Linked DNA regions of Mus musculus: region 1 is linked to region 2. A link is a contact called in public Hi-C data. All regions are on one chromosome and are shown on one strand. Each heading gives the region's core, a stretch centred on a gene start, on an enhancer-like site or on the middle of the called end of the contact. The rest is flanking DNA. Distances are from core to core; before and after follow the strand shown.

Evidence for each region. Hi-C and Micro-C count contacts between places; a contact is called where the count stands out from the background.
Region 1: a Hi-C map of bone marrow-derived macrophages shows a contact between it and region 2, with 21 read pairs. The contact joins two enhancer-like sites. A contact is called at or near these places in 8 of 484 Hi-C or Micro-C datasets (B cells, CD8 T cells, Th17 cells and 3 more), 3 of 115 datasets of contacts at active chromatin or transcription factors (bone marrow-derived macrophages, embryonic stem cells and regulatory T cells) and 3 of 9 other capture datasets (adipose tissue, bone marrow-derived macrophages and liver).

What each region holds. Positions count from the first base shown.
Region 1 is chr11:34,812,675-34,816,482 of GRCm38.p6, forward strand. Spdl1 (spindle apparatus coiled-coil protein 1) reads right to left here. Exons shown (of 12, transcript NM_027411.2): 11 at 652-1,000. Among named protein-coding and RNA genes, the nearest start is that of Spdl1, 19 kb to the right of the region's middle. Within about 2 kb of position 2,362, at least 2 of the 459 cell types and tissues checked have an H3K27ac peak or open chromatin away from gene starts, as enhancers often do. A contact at or near this core is called in bone marrow-derived macrophages, where this site is marked.
Region 2 is chr11:34,426,180-34,430,127 of GRCm38.p6, forward strand. The region is part of intron 27 of Dock2 (dedicator of cyto-kinesis 2); the gene reads right to left. Among named protein-coding and RNA genes, the nearest start is that of Gm29887, 79 kb to the right of the region's middle. Within about 2 kb of position 1,267, at least 8 of the 459 cell types and tissues checked have an H3K27ac peak or open chromatin away from gene starts, as enhancers often do. A contact at or near this core is called in bone marrow-derived macrophages, where this site is marked.

The DNA of each region.
Region 1 (3,808 bases), core at 1,112-3,611, 390 kb after region 2:
ACAGTGCCCAGACTGCAGAGCTCCAGTGCACACAGTGCCCAGACTGCAGGGCTCCAGTGCACAGTGTTCAGACTGCAGAGCTCCAGTGCACACAGTGCTCAGACTGCAGAGCTCCAGTGCACACAGTACTCAGACTGCAGAGCTCCAGTGCACACAGTGCTCAGACTGCAGAGCTCCAGTGCACACAGTGCCCAGACTGCAGAGCTCCAGTGCACACAGTACTCAGACTGCAGAGCTCTAGTGCACACAGTGCTCAGACTGCAGGGCTCCAGTGCACACAGTGCTCAGACTGCAGAGCTCCAGTGCACAGTGCTCAGACTGCAGGGCTCCAGTGCACAGTGCTCAGACTGCAGAGCTCCAGTGCACACAGTGCTCAGACTGCAGAGCTCCAGTGCACACAGTGCCCAGACTGCAGGGCTCCAGTGCACACAGTGCTCAGACTGCAGAGCTCCAGTGCACACAGTGCTCAGACTGCAGCGCTCCAGTGCACACAGTGCCCAGACTGCAGAGCTCCAGTGCACACAGTGCCCAGACTGCAGGGCTCCAGTGCACACAGTGCTGGGAACATAGACAGAGCCACACGGCACAATGCAGGCGGTGAGAAAGGAATGATGGAGAAGGCTACTGGCAGCCAGGCAGAAAGACACTGACCTGGGAGAATTGGGGGTATTCCCACTTTGTTCATGTAAGACCTCAATGTTGGCCGGACTATCCACAAGCTTCACACACTTCTTCTCCTTCTTCGGCTGTGTATCCAGATGCAGGTTCTTATGAGGAGAGAGGCTGGCTGGCTGCACACATGAAGAGGCTGGCTGTTTCCACTGCACAGTGTTATCTTTTAAGCTATTAAGACAGGATTCCTCCTCCCTGTGAGGTGGGAGTCTAGAAACTCCATCCTCAGTGGCACTGGCAGCAGCTGTTTCTTCTGTTTCTTCTGGCGTGGTTATATTCAATGGCAGCACCTCGCGCCTCCTTTTGAGTACAGGTACTTCAATTCTCTCTGAAAAACAGTCATTAAAATATATGCTTATTGAATAAAACAAAGACACAACCCAAGGAAACTCAGTGAGTTATACATAAACTCATTTCTCTTTTTGGTACTCTGAAGATATACTTTTCTCTTTGATAAAATATATACTTTTAATTTTCATGTAAGTATATACTGCATGTTGAGCACCCCACACACGTGGTATGTCCCCATTTTCTTGGCTCTCCTTCCAGCCTCCTTCACTCTCCTGGTCATCTTCATTTCTGCTTCCTTCCTCTGTTTTCACCCCGTCTCTCTGGCAGGCACTCTTCACTGTTCTCTTTCTGTGGTCCAGGAAAGGACTCCAGGCTTTACCCTCGCTGAACTCCAGCTCGGGCCCCACACACCATCAACTCTGTCTTCTAAGACTATCTGCAATGTTTTCCTTGTCGATTCTGTAATCTAGAAAGCCCAGGCTGACCAGGATGTGCAGGTGACAGCAGGAATGCAGGCCATCTTCCTGAAACCTCTGGGAGGGAAGGCAGCAGTGGCCGAGTCCAGGAGTTCTGGATCGGGTCCCACACTGCAGCCAGGTGATCTCAGGCAGTAACTTCTCTGCACTTCGATATCTTTAAATTAAAGAACACCAAACCTGCTTCATTCAGTACTGTCTTGTAGAGATGAAATGAAGGATGGAACTCTGAATATTGGTAATGTATGCCTACTGGACTCATCTATAAAATATATTCAGATGCTGGCCACTTGTGTGATGCACGTTTCCCCAGTCCCAACCACACCCTGCCTCCCAGCAGCTACTGCAGAGCCCCTATCCTCATGGCCTACTGATCCCCTATGAGGGTCCCACAGCCACTCAGTGACTTGCCCTAATGCCTTCCTCCCACCGACACATCAATGTGCCCTTTCATTTTCAACATCAGCACATCAGCGGCCTGAGGTCCTGCACAGGAAGGCTCCCTGCTCGCGCTGCTGCTCTCAGGTCAGCCAGACCCCACCTCTCTTTTCCTCTGTGCTTCTCAATCACCCTGACTCCCACCACCTCGAGTCTTTGCTAGGTTGGCAGACCTTAGAAATTCATAATGGGTAATTTTTTCTTTTCATAAGGATAATATTTAATTGGGGTGGGTTATATGTTCAGAAATTCAGTCCATTATCATCAAGGCAGAAACATGGCAATGTCATAATGGGTGATTCTTAATCAGGGGAGCCTATTGGAGTCAAAGAGAAAAAAAAGGATAAAGACGCCTTTAAAAAAAAAAAAAAACTATAAAAAAAAATCTTTCTATTGTGAACACCTCCCCCTAGTGGTGAGACTTAATAGAGTTCCCAGAGATGACTGCCGAGTTAGGCAAAGGACCTGGTGAAGAATCCTTAAACCTAACATGTTAGTTAACCCAGCCTTCTGGGGAGGAGATGGGTCAGAAGCACAGAATTCATACATTTCTTAACACTGACTTTCTAACTTTCAACCTCTATACCATACAACCCACTGTTTGCAATAGATCAGCTGCAAAGACTGGATAGGCAGGCTATTTCCTGAGTAATTAGATGTAGGATATTTCCCCCATCAAAATGGACAGAACTCTGAGTCAGGAATGATGGCGCACAGCTTTAATTCCAGCACTTAGCAGGCATCAGCAGTAGGTTCTCGAATTCAAGTATGGAGTATACAACGAGTTCTACACTCACCAAGACTGCATATATAACTTTGAGAACCTCTCAAAGTTAGGAAGGGAGGGAGGGAGGGAGGGAAGAAAAAAGTCAAGATGAAAGGTGGAATAAGAATCTTTATTTCCATCAATTATCCTTCCAGATAACAAAAAATATAAGGAAAAAAACCAGTGAAAATTGAAGTAGATGACATAAACCACAGAACTGATCAACCAGAGTAAAGAATAGTGAGCTTTAAAGATAGGCTGCTTGAAAATAAAGAAGAAAACGAAAATGAGTGAGAAGGAAGAAAGAAAATGTCAGCATTTTAGGAGATACCATCCAAAGGTGTCCAGAAGAAAACTAGAGAATGACAAAAAGTGCAAAGTTTATCCAAAGGAATAACAGAAAACTCTATAAACCCAAGAAATGTAAAAAGATGGGAAGATCAAAAGTCTGGACAGAGTCAAATTCTCAAAGGTCAAAGAGAACATTCAAGAGCAGCACAGGGCAGGTGAGAGAATGGCAGCACTGCAGGGGACTTCAGATACTGAAGGGGAAAGCTGCCGGACACCCTTCCCTAATAAAAGCTAAAGGATGCTCAAAAGAAAGAGAAGATACCCCGGGCGGTGGTGGCGCACGCCTTTAATCCCAGCACTCCGGAGGCAGAGGCAGGCGATTTCTGAGTTCGAGGACAGCCTGGTCTACAGAGTGAGTTCCAGGACAGCCAGGGCTACACAGAGAATCCCTGTCTCGAAAAACCAAAACCAAAACCAAAAAATAAGAGACAATGCAAATGTGCACCATGAAACCATGCGAAGCTGGGGAGGAGGGACATGCTCAGTGGTTAAGGGCACTAGCTGCTCTTCCAGAGGACCTGAGTTCAGTTCCCAGCAACCATATGGCAGCTCACAACTATTCTTAACTCCGGTTCCGGGTTATCTGACATCTTCCGATCTCTGCAGGCACCAGGCATGTACATGGTGTACAGACAGACATGCAGACAAAACACTCATATACATAGAAATAAATTTTGAGTGTGGAAGAAGTATCTGAAGGTTTAACCCCTGAAATACTCAGAGAAAATCCTTGAATATTCAAAGTTGAGAGCCACAGCCCCTGTGCTCTCAGCAGGAAGATTTAAAAACACTAACAAAGGAACAATTCCAATCA
Region 2 (3,948 bases), core at 17-2,516:
ACCCTAACCTCAACCTCTTGCTAGCTCCTTTCCTATCTCATCATCTCTTGAGAAGTCAGAGGGTATTAAGTACCTGTGGGCGAATCTTCGTTCACTACTGCCCGGAACACCATCCATCACCCATCTTTCACGGGGAATAATTTGTACTCTGAGGGAGGATAAAAGTTGGGGTTCACAATATACTGTTAATAAGTGATGATTTCAGCAGAAGCCTGGAATCTCAGCATCTCTGAGACCAAGGCAGGAAGACAACAAGTTCAAAACCAGTCTGGGCTACAAAGTGAGGCTCCATGGCAAATCAAAATCAAAACCAAACAACAACGACAACGACACAGTAATCATGAGCTCTCTGTTTCCTCCACCTGACAGTGGTAATGACCAGCACTTGTCTGCTCCCTCCCATTTACTCCTCAAGCATTTCCTACAAGGTATTTACGACAAGTGCCACTTTTCAACCGAATGAATGGAGGCAGGAGAGAGGAGCCATTTGTCAAAGCAGAAGATATGGAGAGTGGGAAGGGGGTGTTGGGGGATAGGGATCTTTTAAGGTCTGCCAAAATTGGGAGCCAGGTCCCTTGAAACACCTATGACAACAGCAAACACCAAATTAAACATGGTCTTCTCTTTGCGACTTTCTCTTTCGCTCCTATCCCTGGTCCCTGTTGGTCACTCCATCCTGAGTGCCCACGGCACTGCACAGGATGCCGGTTTTTCACATTACATTGGGATTTCTTTCATCAATCTCTCATGTTCCTCTCCACTAGGAAGCAGTGTCCTTGGAGACAGGAGTTGTCACTCCATCCCTGGGAGCCTCCACAGGCATCCTATGTCATGTGAAAGACCACATATTGCAGTGTAAGTTCTGCTGAGTTGAATGAGGAGAAAATGTGGCCATGGAGAAGAAAAACTAGGGGCCAAGGTCAGATCCTGCCTGCTGCCGCCTTCCCCCCATCTTTCAAATAAAGCCCTGGGCTCTCCTGGCTTCAAATGACGTTTAGAAGGTAAGAACACACGCAGGAAGAGGCTTCAGGAAGCGGGTTTTCTCTGTAATTCCTATTTTTAAAGAAATGGTGCTTGAGGATTTTTTTTTTTTTTTGATCATAAAAAGAAAGTGAAGTTATTTCAGAAAAAAAGAAATGAAACTCAAGAAATCTGCAATTCCTGAGTGCACCGAACTCGGGAAATGCTGAATGGGGTTAGTGCCTGGGTCTGGCCTCTGGGAGGCCATGGGGTCTGCTGAGAACTGGACTTCTCCTTCCCAGACCTCAGCCCCCTGATGACTTCCCTGCTGTCCTGTTCCTACCGCCCTTCCTACGCACTGAGTCACTGAACATGATTGTTTATTGGAGAAAGCCCTGGTGGATGCCACTTAAAGACAAATGGGTGCCCTGGATGAATCTGACAACAAGTCTAGAAAGGTGGGTTTGATTGTGAAGGGCCACTTGACAGAATTAATTCCTTCAAGTAACTCAAGAAGAGCTGTGTCCTAGTGGGGACAACAGGGACCTGAGGCTCATGCCTCTTTCATTACAGTGGTTCCAGTGGTCTGTTCTTTCTCCATGGGGAGTCATCCTTAGGGGATAAGCCATTAGCAAGTAGTTCTTATGGGCTCCTTAATAGTGTGGGAGAGGATTGCTATAAAGGCCGGGGAGTTTGGTGCCACCTCTTTCTCTGTTTTCTAGCTTGGTATATGGCCACTTGCTGTGGCATCCGGTATCACCAGAGCCCTTAGATCTTCATGTAATGAGTGAAAGAAGAGAGGGGCTGGGCTCTAGAGTCTCCACCATATGGACAGTTTAAACCTTTGCTATTTTATAACTAGCCTGCTTTAGGTACTTTGTTATAGTAATGCAAAGCTGACAGACACACCCTGCATCTTAATGTTCACTGAACATCCCAACAAAGGGCCATGAAATCTTCTGATCCTGTCATCATGTCAAGTCAGGAAAAAGGACTTGAACATGAAAGATAACAACAACAACAACAACAACAACAACAAAGGACCAGCAAGATGGTTTAGTGCTTAATGGGGCTTGTGACCAAGTCTAACCATCTGGATCTCAGGAACACACAGTGGGAGAAATAGACACCTGCAAGTTGTTCTGTGACTGCATGATCATATGTATGTACACATACACACACAAGATATAAATAATGTAATTTAAAAGAAGAAGGAGGAAGAAGAAGAGGAAGAGGAGGAGGAAGAGGAGGAAGAGGAGGAGGAAGAGGAGGAGGAGGAGAAGGAGAACAATAACAACAACAACAACAACAACAACAACAACAACAACAGCATCAGCAACAGCATCAGCAACCACCACCACCCAGTTCTTGCTTCTCAAGGGCCTGCTATTTGTTAAGGCTGATGCTTTGCAAACAAAGGAACTAAGGGACCAAAGCCATTAAATGGGCTCCTCAGGCCTTGAGAGAACTATGGTATAGTTCCCCACTTGTCAGATCCCTTCAGAATCCACAGCTTGCTTCACTGCCCGTAGAAAACAATGCTGACTGAGATGGTGGTCAGCCAAGGCCAAGGGCAGACATTTTGTTCTAAAGACTGTCCCCAGTGCCGGGAAACAGCACAAGAGATTCTGCAGAGTCTTATCTTTAAGAACACACTTAAAGTCACTTGCCCCAAATCAGATTTGCATAGCTCCACTAACACAAGCCAAAAGGCACTGGGCTATTTGGAGATAATTTTGTTAAAACTTCAATGACATAATAGTGCATTTCCCAGCATTTGCTGAATGATTCCCACATTCTCTCTCTCTCTCTCTCTCTCTCTCTCTCTCTCTCTCTCTCTCTCTCTCTCTCTCTCTCTCTGTCTTCCTTTCCTGGTGCTGAAAGCTATGTCCTTACGTGGCCAGTGATGGTCCCACTGGGGTACCAGTTTGCCCAGGTCCGAAGCTGACCTGCTCTGCAGCACCCCAAGGTGAAGGTCCACACGTCAAGTGGGGAAAATCCTTGGTGGTAGTAATATGAGCCTCAGTTTACCAAACAGGGCATTGTCCCCACATAGGCTGCTCCATGGACAGACCAAGGAAGAGGCAAGCCAGTGAATCTCTTCCGAATTCCCATCTCTGAGGCTGATGTGGGACCAGAAGGATAATCCTGAGGATGAACCAGGCTCTTCTTCAACCTGTCAAAAAGAACCCTTTCACGGCGCTGGGGCAGAACTGCAGAATTTTATAGATGGAAGATCCTTAAAGGGAAGTCTGGAAGGAAGCAGGGCTTTTCTTACCTATTTTTAAACTCAGACCTTTTAGAAATCTCATTATCCTCTTGTCCTTTGGATTGGTTTGCTCTTTCCATTAAGTCACCCTCCCCACACCCCGAGGTTGGACTGAGCATCTGCTTCACTCGAAGTCCTTGACAGGAGAACAGGAACCCCAACCATATAAGGACACAGCTCCTTCCCCCGGGAGTCAAGGCTTGCTATGGAACACAGGTGGGAAAAAAAGAAAATCCCACTCCAGTGTGGAAATCATGCAATTGCAACATCTACAGGTCACCAAAGACGATGCCTAAGAAATGGAAGACCACAAGACAGAATAGGCAACGAGTCATACACACACCAAGAGTTTCCTGGCCTGCACCCTCTGAGAGCTCTCTGCCCTTTCCAAGCCACCCACCCAAAGGTGTCATAATATTCAAGTGCCAGATTCAGTTCTATGATGTCAACTTTTGATAAGTGACTTCTGTCCTATATGCAGTGATTTCCTTAAGAGTTGAAAGACTCTGTGTGTGTGTGTGTGTGTGTGTGTGTGTGTGCGCGCGCGCATGTGTACATGCATGTATATCCAAATATTCCCTAATATGCATTTATGAGCACTGTGCTCCAAGTATAGAACCTGTGCCCCTCCCCTACCAGCCTAGAGAGCAACCAAGCTCCCCGGAGTTAATGATGCCACCTTTGTTGTTACCAACCTGAAGTCAGGTCCCTTGCATAAT